Regions from separate parts of the Mus musculus genome. Here region 2 is linked to region 1. Evidence: chromatin contacts called from public Micro-C data. All regions are on one chromosome and are shown on one strand. Each heading gives the region's core, a stretch centred on a gene start, on an enhancer-like site or on the middle of the called end of the contact. The rest is flanking DNA. Distances are from core to core; before and after follow the strand shown. Region 1 overlaps 1700030L20Rik (RIKEN cDNA 1700030L20 gene). Region 2 has its middle 83 kb from the start of Gm26107.

The links. Hi-C and Micro-C count contacts between places; a contact is called where the count stands out from the background.
Region 2: a Micro-C map of muscle stem cells shows a contact between it and region 1, with 6 times the contacts expected there. The contact joins two enhancer-like sites. A contact is called at or near these places in 1 of 484 Hi-C or Micro-C datasets (muscle stem cells) and 1 of 115 datasets of contacts at active chromatin or transcription factors (fibro-adipogenic progenitors).

What each region holds. Positions count from the first base shown.
Region 1 is chr3:136,430,810-136,436,837 of GRCm38.p6, reverse strand. It overlaps 1700030L20Rik (RIKEN cDNA 1700030L20 gene), which reads left to right. Exons shown (of 5, transcript NR_040592.1): 5 at 1,278-1,568. Among named protein-coding and RNA genes, the nearest start is that of 1700030L20Rik, 16 kb to the left of the region's middle. Within about 2 kb of position 4,092, at least 37 of the 459 cell types and tissues checked have an H3K27ac peak or open chromatin away from gene starts, as enhancers often do. A contact at or near this core is called in muscle stem cells, where this site is marked.
Region 2 is chr3:137,147,205-137,153,989 of GRCm38.p6, reverse strand. No RefSeq gene overlaps it. Among named protein-coding and RNA genes, the nearest start is that of Gm26107, 83 kb to the right of the region's middle. Within about 2 kb of position 3,394, at least 77 of the 459 cell types and tissues checked have an H3K27ac peak or open chromatin away from gene starts, as enhancers often do. A contact at or near this core is called in muscle stem cells, where this site is marked.

The DNA.
Region 1 (6,028 bases), core at 2,843-5,342:
GATTACCTGGTTCAGCCTTAATATGAGGGAAGGTGCCTAATCTCACTGTAACGTGTTGTGCTAGGTTATGTTATATTTGGTAGATATGCCTGGGAGGACTGATCTCTTCTGAGGGGAAAGGGAAAAGGAGTGAATCTGGGGAAAAGGGGAGGAAGGGAAATGTAGAAGGGGGGAAGCTGATGTTAATATGTATTATATGAAAAGACAATTTTCAAAAATACATAGCTGCAGGCTCTAAAGTTCCACAGTCTTATGCATACGAGGCCCTATAGACTCTGTAATTTATTATTTAAGATATTTACTATCAATTGTCACATTTTCCATTTTGATTTTGTTTATTCACTATTACTCTTATTATTTTATCTCAGTGCTTTAGCACAAACAAGTTCCAAATAGAGATGAATAAATGGTAATGGTGCCTGAACACAGCTATTTTCAGTAAATAAATTTTAATAACTAAAGTAGAAATTTAAATGGGGAATCCAGCAAATAAAGTGAATAGTGATAGTTTAAGTGGGAAGGAAAATCTACAGTTCTATTATTTGGAGGAATTGATTAACCCCGGTATAGATTCCAGAGTATTGGTACACTTAGCAGCTGTTAGAATGTGCAGAGATTGAGACAATGAAGGTGTAATGATTTTAGAAGAAAAGATTTTAACATTCAAAGGTATAATTTCAGTATAAATAAAACAATTGTGGAAACTTGAAAACAAAATAGAGCCTGGGATGTTTGCATTCATGGGTGGTGGCTGGGGAATTGTAAACAAAAGTTAAAGAGGCAATAAGAAAACATGTAACAAAAGAGAAAATTTTACTTCAAAATGATAGAATTTGGAGATGAACGTAAAGCCAGTTTTTCATAAACTCTAAGTCTCTAAGTCAGAATAAGAAATTTTATTTTATTGTTTTAAGTGTTGGAAATAAGGCTGTTGTGTATCAAACAGTGCTCAGTCTGGATGTAGGTGAAAGACGTTCTGAAAGTCAATAGAGCCCTGAAGCCAGTACAATAATTCAGAGAAGAGGCTGAGAGTTTGAATTAAAATGGAAGGATCTGTCTTAGATACTTTGTTGGATATGTTTACTAGATGACTGATTGGATTCAAGAAATGAAAGGAAGATAAGAAGCAAAGATCAACTTGAGGTGGTTAGATGCAGCCCCTAAAATGAGAAGCTAAATGTAGAGGCTTGTGAATGCACCCACCATGAACCTTGTTCAGCTGAAAGAAGATGCCCCTACCTTGACAACAGTCTTTCCTGTGCATATCTCGACTGCAGATTGTGTTTTCACGGATGATGACTGAGGATCTCCTCTAGTGTGGACCAGCCATGTGACTTCGCATGATCTATTCAAACTCTCGGAGAACTTCAACTGAACAAATGTCTGTCAGGGACCTTCTTGCATCCAATTCAGATACAAGACACACCTCCATTCCTGGTTCACTATGCAGAGATGTCATAACTCCTGTGGTAGTTATCCCTGAATCTAATGATCTAATGTCATCCAAGTTGTCTTCCTTCCTAAATTTTTGTATTACTGATAACTTATAAATTTGGCTATTAGATAATAATACAATGATTTGTGAGTGATATATATATACATACATATATATATATATATATATATATATATATATATATATATATATATATATATATATCAATAAGCCACATCTGATTTAGGACTACAGATTGTCACTAGAAGAATTTATTCATAATCAACTTGAGATGAGTCGTCATGAATCCTCATCATAAGGTCATTCATCTTTGTCAACTTGTGCATGTGGAGCTCAGGGGTTTTTTGTTTTGTTTTGTTTTGTTTTTATGCATTGGCTGTCGCAAGGACTTGTGGCTTGATGCTGTATCTGTTATTGACAAGGAGAACAGAACTGAGGAACTAGGTTCCCAGTACACTGAAAGCCTGTGTGTATGCAGGATCTTACTTGTCCACATTCATCAGTTTAAATACATCTTAACCAAAGCTTGAGTTAATCTGTGAGTGTTGGAACCAGGAGTGCTCTTGTCTACTTAGTTTAAGTGAGCACAGCAATGTTAGGAAATTGATAGTATTTAATTAGCCATCGTTTTAGACACAGTCTCTAATGTCTGTAAATTTCTGAAAGTAGAAATCTCATTTTACAATGGTAGAAGCTAAAACTTGGAAAGATTAAAGAGCATGCACGTGGGTGGTCAGGGACTAGGGGTTGGGAATCATCTTGAAAAGACAGGAAGTGACGTAAGTCAAGAGCTGGCTTTCCCCCGTGCAGCTTCAGACAAATTCCTTCTGCCTCTGGAAGGATGTTCTTTATCGGTGAACACATCATCTTTTTTTTTCTTTTTTTTTTTTTTTTTTTTGAACACATCATCTTTATCTTTATGAAATGTCAAGAAAAACCTTGAAGACATAAGTTTTTTTGTTTTTGTTTTTGTTTTTTGTTTTATTGCTGTAGCAAAATGCCTGAGAAAAGCAAGCCCAGGTGAACTTTGTATTTTTGATTTAGGGTACATCTCGTGGAGGCATCATGCAGCTGGAACTGGAGACAGCTGATCTCACTACATCCACAGTAAAGACATTGAGAGTGCCGAGTGAAGCTTCTCTGTGCACTTTTCCATCCTATTCAGATTCTCCAGTTCCTGGAATAAGGCTACTCTCACTTAGGGAGCATTTCCCATATATATTAGTAAAATCTAAGGTTTCCCTCACAAGAGTGTCAGAGGATTGCTTCTATGCTGACTTCACATCCTATCAAATTGACAATAGAGGTTAACCATCATAGCATCTTAGTGTGAGAGGCTCTGTGATGCTTTTAAGACTATTGTATATTAGTGATTATTTTCTATTACTAAGTCATTCAAAGCTATATTGAAAACTCTATTATAATTTATCAAGATTATGCAGAAATTGAGAAATTCAAGTATCTTTCAAAATATATACTTCTTGGCATTGTTATTTGCAATTCTTGAGTCAAATTTTCTCTTACCAACCACTCTGTGTGTGTGTGCATGTGTGTACATGTGTGTACATGTGTGTGTGTGTGCGTGTGTGTGTGAATGCTCCTGCCTAGTGGTGAATTATTTTTGTTTGAATAAACCTTAGAACTTTTATCTTCTTTACCAAGTACCAAGAAGCCCCATGGAACCTCATGATACTTATTTTAAAAATGCCAGCTCCTGGGGCTATTTTTCCTAATGCTGATCTCTTGGCTCCCTTTCCTAGGAAGGTAAATGTCAGTCATAGTGTGTTCTCTCCTCAGCTTCAACTTCTTTCATTAGAAATTTGCATATGATAGGGGAATTCATTGCACCTAGTTCATTTTGTCAAAACTCTTCATTGTGGGGATGAGAAATGAAAAGCTAAGCCTCTGAGAAGTGCTACCAAGCTCCCAGGATCAGTTAGTGGCTGAGCTGAGGTTCAGAGCAGGCTTTCAGACCGTCAATGAAGCACAGTTCCTGTGAGTCATCTGCCGACCCTCTGCTGGTTTTGCTGGGTTCACCCTGTTCCTGATTCAGTCCAGGTACACAGTTTTATATTAAAATGAAATAGACAAAAATCTAAGCATTTGCTTCACTCACGCAAAGCAATCTTCCTCTCTGCCCCTGTCCCCACCCCCGCAATATTCCACTGTCTCTAAAATGCATCGAGTGAGTCTTGCACTCCAAGAAGATCATTTTCTGAAGCTTGTGAATACATTTAAAGAGGAAAATGTCCAGACTTGATGACCCCAAAGATGTAGGTACGTTAGCCAAGCTCTTTTCCATCCCTGGTGGCAGTGTTTAGAGTGTTTAGCCATTTCTTTTCTCTCTTCTTTAAAAGAAACTTTAAACTCAACTTTCAGTACAGACTCCCAAACTTACCAATTACTTACGAGAAATCCAAATTTATATACTTAGAATAAATGGGAAATGTTGACATTCAAAATTTATTATTGGTCTTTGTATCAAATTATGTACCTGTACATATTTGTACATACAAACAGATATGGAGAGAGAGAGAGAGAAAGAGAGAGAGAGAGAGAGAGAGAATGAATCACCATCTAGCTATATTACCATGATGGCCTCTCAATTCAGCCCTCCTGCTTCTTTCTCCCAAGTGCTGGAATGACAGCCACGAGTCACCAATCTCGTACAAAACATATTTTTGAAAGGCTTTTAGTCATCATAGAATTAACTCGTTTTTGTGAGAACTTTTAAAAGAAATTTCAGTACTCCATATTTGTGTGTGGACATGTGTGTAAAAATTTCTTAGAGAAACCAAATTGCTCAATGCAGCTAAAATATTGAAGTCAACTTTGAAATGTTGGTGTGGGCTCTTGAAGTTTTCTAAGTCGAATATCTGCGTCAAGGGAAACATTTCCCAATTCTAGTTTATGGAATGGTCATAATGGCTTCCACCCAGGGAGAACTACCCAAATGGGAAGAAGAGCAGAGGATGGAAAAACATCGATGATTCATTACCACAGACCCGCAGGAGAATAATCCCTTCACACAGCTCTGGGTTTCTATGCTGCCATCTTATGATGAGTCACTTCTGTGTACTGTTTGGGGAGGCTTAAATTTCATCACCTCAAGAGAGAAATCTTGTCTCAGAGTTGGCTTCTTAGGGAAGAAAGCCAATGTGCTCTCTGACACACTCTGGTTGAAAATCTCTCATAGCAGACAGCATTGCATTCATTTTCGAGGTTCTCCAAGGCTGGCCTCCTCTTAGGGGAAGTGTACATTCCAGAAGGGTCTCCTTAGGGTAACCTAAGAATGCCAAGCAAATCATGCTAACTCTGGCTGACTCATATAATGTTAGTGCTTTGTACACAAAGGGGAGATATTGCTTTGAATGGACTTCTTTGTTAATGTTTGTCAGTGATGCTTTCGACTTTCCAAAATGTTCCAGACTAAAAGTCATCTCTTTGCCTAGTTAGTATTGTGCTACCCATTCAGGCTTCTGACGTTGATTCTAAAACTAGCCAAATAAAATGAAAACCATCTTAACCCTTGAGATAGCATGTGTAGCCTAGAAATGTTTTGTTCTGGAAATGCCACACCCCGTTGTTTTGTTCCTTATGGCTGTATGACAAGCCACTTAAAGCTTCACGTCAGGTCGGTTAAAGTCTCTCTACTTTAAAGTATCATGAGAGTAACCCACTCTTCATAGTTTCCATGACTGCCTCACTATATCTTTCTAGGAAGGAACAAGCTTAGCATCATTTGGATATTTGACTATTCTACCAACATGACTCAAAATAGTACTGACTCCTCTTCTTTGTTCGATGATTCTTGGGAGGAGGATACAGTGTCTTCAAAAGCAATACTGGCGGAGTGAGTAGCTGTATGTATCAGAGGTTAACGTGTTCCCTGAGTAAGCATAGTTAAGGTAGTTTGGATTCTTAGCACCAGTGCAGAAGCTCATGTGTCATAGTGGCTCAATGTCTGGTCATACATATGTAACACTGGCCCAGGGGAGATAGGTGGATTCAGTTACAGTGAGTAGAGCGACTCTATCTCTAAAAGTAAGATGGGGAGCAGGAGTGGAAAATGACCAATGTTTACCTCTGGCCTCTCCTCTGACACTCACAGAAGGATGTGACCACAGCCAAGTCTATAGAGACATACAAAACATCCGGATGCACACGTAACACTTCTCGAAAATATAAAATAGCACAGATGCCATGCTTCTCAGGTGATGTTGGAACATCTGTGTCACCCCAGAATCCTGGCTCCTCCACTCACATAACCAGCAGAAACAATTCCCTTAGAGAGAGGCACTACCAATTTGGACACAAAAAAGGGGATACATTACAATGAAATTGTAGAGGAGGTAGCAGAAGCTCAAAGAGTCTGTTTTAGATTGAGGACATTCATTTTATGAAAAAGTGGACAATGGGTACTAGAAATATTGTTTTAGCTGCTGTGATGGTGTTACTTAAAAACCACTTGAGATCCTATTGTGTTTCAAGAGCGCTAGAATGGGAAATCAATTAACTCACCGTTGAGGTAAAACTAAAGTTCACGAATGAACATCTGGTAGGATTTTATCA
Region 2 (6,785 bases), core at 2,145-4,644, 720 kb before region 1:
TGGTGACACAACTGGATGGGAGACAGTGATAGCAAGGCGTCTGGCAGTAAAGATGAAACTGCTGGAATCCAGTGAAACAGCAGAAGGAAATAAAATATTTAAGAAGCAAGTCTTAAGGAGAGGACCAAAAGGACGCTGGTAACAGTAAAATGCACATTGAGGAGCTGGCGCTGCAGCTGGTGGGTGGGGCCTTGTTTATGCCCCAATAGCATGACAATCAAAGCACACTAAAAGAGTGAAAGGAATTGGTCTTTTCAAATGTTGGACTTGTCATTCTAGTGCTCAGGGGAGAGAGGCAGGAGGATCATGGCCATCCTCAGCTAAACTGGGAGTACGAGACCACCCTCTTTTCAAAAATCAAAAAATAAAAATGTGAATTCTCTGGTAATTATATAATACATACAAGGGGAAGAAAGCCTGGCCCGAGGAAGAGGGCACCACTTCCTCTTAAAGACGAATTATCTTTGAGACCAGTAAGCAATGTCAAGGTCATTTCAGATGAAAGCAAACGAAGTTGATGTTGGACTCCCACACCCATTTCCTCCAAGAAGACAATGAGGAAACACTTGTGACATAGAACGCCATGGCCTGCATGTGTGAGCAATGCTTTCCGTGTCTGGTCAGACTGCTCAGCACAGTACACAGTAGGGACAGAGCTGCAGGAATCAGAACTAAAATTCACACCAGCCTTAAGAGTCAAAGCAAGAGGTGGAGAAACCGAGAAAAGAAAATGTGGTGCAAAATGGTAACCAAAGGCTGGCTGGTAGGACTTTACTAAAAACTGGTTATAAAATTGAAAGGACATACATGATCGACAATTATGTAAGTAATCCGAGAAGTGAGAACACAGGGTTGGGAACAGGAGGAAGAAGTTGTTAGCAGTGTAAGCTCATCTGGGCTTTATTGGAATAGCTAAAACATGAACTATATCATTGTGAGCCTGCAAGTCACTTTTTAAGCACACTTAAAAATATAGGGTATCATGGCTTAATGTAACTTAAATAACTGTTTTCGAATGCCTCTTATTCTCTGCATGCTCTCCCACACATGTGTACCTGTTCATATGCACACACTCTTGCTCAACACATACATTGTCTTTCAGAAACAAACCACTGAGAAGAACACTGTGCACATCAGCCAGAGGTGACAATCTTCCAAGCAATTTTGTCCTTTGACTATATAAATGATGGTCTCAGAAGGTGATGCCATCTTCCAATGATCATAGCACCAAATAAAAGCTAAATATATTGAAATGTTCCAGGTGAAGAATAAGGCTGTGTTTCTCACATGTGATTCTGAAATATTAAAGGAGGCTTAAAATCCATATTCAGAAAAGTAAGCATTATAATGCAGAGGTAATTCCAAGACATCATTGTACAGAAAATGCAAGGGTAAACTTTAAAAGATATCTTAAATCAATATATACAGTAATTGTACCTTGGGAAGAAGTTCTTCTTGGGGAGAAGAACTAAATTCCTGTCCATAAAATTTTATTTTATATTGAGAAAAGAAAATTAAACAAGAAAGAAAATAGCAACAAAAGAGCCAAATTGTAGAATGGTGCTCAATCCAGGGCATATATAGGATAGAGGATGCTAAGTCAGGCTTGGCAGCATGTGACCTTTCACAGAAATGAGTTTCTAATTAATTTCAATTTTTTTTTCTGTTTGGTTGGTTGACATCTGTTTTCTTGTTGCTACAGGGTCTCACATAGTCCAGACTGACCTCTGTCTCAGTATCCATGTGATGCTGAGAATCAAATCTCGGGCTTCATGCATATAGGCAAACCCTTGCACAACATTGCCAAGGCTCCTTTAAAATACTTTTTTGATGTTTTACTCAAAGGTAATGATGGAAGAAACTGCATAAATCATGTCCTACAACATCAGGTCGTATTTAACAGATACAATATTTTATGCCCTGAAGAAGAAGAGGAAAAAGACTTCATTAGGAAGAAATAGAATGAACACTGAGGTCCCACAGCAGCTTGTGGCCATCAAGAACATCTTGATTTTTGTGTTTACATGGGTGCATTTGGGGGGAAAAAGACTAGAACAATGTAATCACACTTTGGAGATGAGAAGCTAGAGCTGCCTCTGAGGATGTGCAAGAGTGAGAGGAATTTGTGGTGATTTTTCCTCCCTATTTCCTCTCCAGTTTGGTTTTTCCCTGCAGACTCCTCTACCTCCAGTAATTTAATTGTATTAACACTTACTTTAAATGGTTCATCTTTTTCTCCCATTAACATGCCATGAAGCCTGCTCAAGTCCTGGAGACATTCCCAGTTGTCTCTGCCCTTCTGGAATTCTGACCCAGCTCCTTTAAGATGAGGTATCTGATTAGACCCACATTGCTCCCAGAATTGTTAGTCATTGCTCATTGAAGCCAATCCTGTGACCACTTTATGATTCATGCGGCCACTTGGGTTAAAACCTCCTTTCAGATCTTGGAACTTCCAGCCAAAGTGATATTTCATTTGTAGTAGTAGTAGTAGTAGTAGTAGTAGTAGTAGTGAATTTTACATTATCTACCCCAATCCCATTCATCTCCTACTCTCTCCATATCTGCTCTCCATTCTACAACCTAAGGGATGTTTCTAACGTAGGAAAACTATTCAACCTCTTTATGGTCGGATAATCATAGGCTCCAAAGAAGCAATGTTGATTGGGAAGATATTAACAAATGCTCATGATATCCTAGGATCAGTACATTGACAATCATTTTCACACAAGTTTCCGAATTCTGCCTCAAATTTTGTTTTCTGATATGGTAATGTTAAATTTATACCTGTCTCGACTTGGGGCACTTTGGTGAACAGTGAGAAATTTTTAGGGATAGCTACATTTTTCTTGACTGAATTCTTATTCCTCCCCCCCCCCCCCCGTGGAAATGTAATTGAAAATTAAAAAAAAAAAAAGAAAAAGAAAAAGAAATCCATAACTGTAACTATGCAAGCCATCTGCTTCTGAAGGCCTCTGGCTATTCTTTGCCATACTTACTGGTAGGAGAGAGGTCCACCTATATCTGAGTTCTCAGTTCAGCCTTAGAAACCCAGTAACACAATGGCCGTTTCTTTTTTTCAACGTTTGGATACTTTTTGTCTTGTAATAAGCTCCTTCTAGAGGTAAACACATGAAAGAGCACAGTGGCGTTTTAATCAATCTCCAACAGGAAGGAGATGCTAGTTTTTGGCATGGAAACGTTCCACTTTTAGTAAGGGAAGATCGAGAGAAGGCACACTGTCAGCTCCACCAGGTTCAATTAATTGTTGAAGCCAAACAAAAATAGCCTCGCAGCTTCCATTGTTCTGCAGCTGTCGGCTTCATAACGCTCACAGTCTCCTTGCTCGTGACTCATCTCCATGGTTGCCCAGTTTCCGCTCTTGATTTCCTCCCAGGAGTTGGGATGTGTCATAGCCAGAGCGGGCAACACGATAAGCTTTCTTCCCAGGCCTTTGGAGCACAGCCGTCCCTCAGCCCTTGTCTCTTTTTTTTTACATCACTGGCTCTCTTGACCCATCGACACTCAGAGGTCCTTTAAAAAGGATCCTAAGTGGTTTCCTGTCTGAAGAGAGGCGGAAAGATGTGAGCTCAGATGAAATGTGTATGTACACAGTCTTGAGCCAAATAGTATTCCCTACTTGAAGAATACCATTTGCTTTCTTGCACTTTATTGAGAAGAATTCTGGATTGCCAAAAATATTATCTGCATTCTGAGTTTGTCAGTTATTAAAGGGTTATGATGCTGTGTGTATAAAAATCTCAATTAACTGAAAGTCAAAATTATGACTTAGCTCTTCCAAATATAGACAGTAATACAGTTGTAAAAACCCTATACATTATGACCCAAACATTTCTTATGCAGACAAGTCTTGAAGGATAGAACATTATCTGGTGTTATTCAGTAGGTAAGTGTTCATGACATTATTAGAACTTACCAGCCACTTTTAAGATATGTCTAGCAATCTGGGTTATTGTGTTTCACAGGAAGAAAAAATACTACTGTCCATGCTTCTGAATGGTGACTGAAGGCAGCAACATAACAATTCAAAATCTCCTATGGATATTTAGTCATAAAAGTGAGTCGACAATGAATCTGCTGTGGTAGTTCATGGCTGTAATCCTAGCACTTAAAACAGAGAGAGACAAGAGAATCACAAGTTCTAAGTTCTAGGCCAGCCAGGACTGTATAGAGGATGTGTGTGTGTGTGTGTGTGTGTGTGTGTGTGTGCGCGCGCGCGTGTGTAGGCAAAAGGTCAGGTGTCTTTCTCTACCCTGTCTGTTTGTTTATTTACTTATTTACATACCTCTGAGACAGGGTTTATCACTGAATATGGAGTTCCATGATTGGCTGCACTGGGTGGTCAGTTAAGCCCATGATTGTCCTTTCTCTGCCTCCCCAGCTCTGGGGTGATAGGTGTTCATGGCCATGCACAGCTTTCAACAGCTACTGTGACTACAAACTTAGGTAATCCCCTTGTGTTGTGAATATGTTACCTACTGAGCCATCACCCAGCCCCCAGCGGGCCCTCTTCTATGTGATTCTCTCCCTCCCTCTTCTTTTCTTCAGCGCTCACCACTTTCCTGTGAAGCCAAGCAGTACTTAGCTTGGGGCTACTTTGATCCCTTAAGATACATTTGGCACATCTCAAGATGTTTGTAACTGTGATAGCCTGGGGAAAGTAGTGATATACTGCATTGAGACAAGGCTGATGTTAAATATCTCCAGGGTTGGGGTTGGGGGAGGCAGTCTGGTTCTCTATAGTAAAAAATGACCCAAGTGCAAAATGTCAAACATGACCAGGCTGGAGAATTTGACACGCCACCCCACCCTGTCCTAATTTTCCACACTTCAGTTCAAACGTCACAGCCCCTGAAACTTTTCTTTCTAATAATAATAATAATGATAATAATAATAATAATAACAATATTAAACTATTTCTTTAGGGTACAGATTGTCTTTTCAGCTCATTATTAAATTTCTTGTTCTTCCTTCAGGCTTCCTGGTGAGTGTGCATGGTGTCTTGACCAGTCTTGTCTGTCCAGTACCCAGACTAGTTCTTACTGGTAAGTTTTTTAAAGTATGTGAATGATTGGATAAAAGGAAATGTTCTTATTGAAACTATGTCTTTGTGTTCCCTCCTACCCCCCAATCACTTGGCAGTGTTAGATACACGCAGCAGACCGCCTGTGAGAAAACATAGGCACTGAACAAAGGCTCTTCATCCTGCCTGTACACTGTCTGGGTTCAGCAGACCCCAGCACTGATGGTATGTATCTGAGATGATGATCTCTGAATGCTGTTAATGGATCAGGTAATGTTAACTGAAAGCCCATCTTTAACTGTTCATGATCTCCTGAGTTAGAATCAATGTCTAGTTATGAGTGTACTCTGAAGTCTATCTGCCTTCAGTAGATATTCTGTGTTCCAGTCTGGAATCTAGCACTCACCACTTTTACCATCTTAAGTTTATGTCCTAAAGACACTGTGACTATTTGCAGTCTTACAAATGGGGACTTTCAGACTAGAAAACTTAGAACTGACTCTTATTAGAACTTTGAGTTGGAATTTTTTTCAACATAATATTTTTATTGATTCTTTGGGAATTTCACCCTGATCACACTCATTTCCCAGTCTCTCCATATCCCCCCACCCAAAAAATAAAAAATTAAAACTAAAATAGTAATAGTAATAATAATAATAAACAAGTTCAAATTGTGTTATCTATATACTCACTGGCCCATGGTCAAATTCAGTATAAGACAGTGATTGGCACTTAATGAAAACAATGCTCACAACAGCCAGAGGTAAGGAGGCAGGGCTAGTGTCTTGCCTCTTGTTTGTGAGGGAAGCGACCCAAGTGATCATATCTGGCCTTAGAATATGACTTTGCTTCATTGTGTTCCCAAGGAGAACTAGGAGGAACAACTTTACAAGATAAGAGTATCCAGGTTTCCCAACCATGTACGTATCTTTGTCTTAGAAAAGCATCTCTGCGTCTCTTTGCTGTCCAGACAAATTTTAACCCCTTCGCAAGTACAGATGTTGCTAGTTACCTATGGGAGCCACTGCAGCTGCAGCCTAATTTCCCTGCTTCAAACAGTGGCAATGAAATCATTCTGTCCATAGCAACTAATGTCCTTTAAATTAGCATTAAAAATTCATTCTTTCAGTTTACCCTTCCTGAATCAAGTTCATTAACTATCAGCTGAGAACGTTTTAAATTATAACCTGAGCACATTATTTTCTAATTTATAATGGATCATCTAGGCAAATTGAAATCTCAAAAAGGAGTGAATTAATTAATGTTAATGAAAGCATACAGCAGGAGACAGATGTCAGGTTAATCTTTAGAGCGTGCTTGTAAGGCCATTGTCGGGACAAGGCTTCCCCTTGCAGCACGTAGTTCTGGCCAAAGGCTTTGCCATTCTACACTCAGAAGGAAGGGAGTGAGAAGCCAGAGATGAAGCTGGAAGCTGAACTATAGACAATACATCACATGTCACGTCTCACCTTTCATATGCCCTGGCATCTGTGTATCTCTACTATGAAGCAAAGTGGTCAACTTTAGTTCCCATTTTTGCCTAGAATTTTTCATTTATAGTTCTTTAAACAGAAAATCTTCTCTGGATGCCATTTGACAGTGTCATGTGGCTACTGAGGAAAATAAGATCATCATTATACACAGAATCTACAGTACTGAGCAGCGCTGTCCTGCCCTGTAGTGTTTTCTGCAATGGTGAGGGCACTCCATAGATATAGAACATTACACCTGTCACACGAGG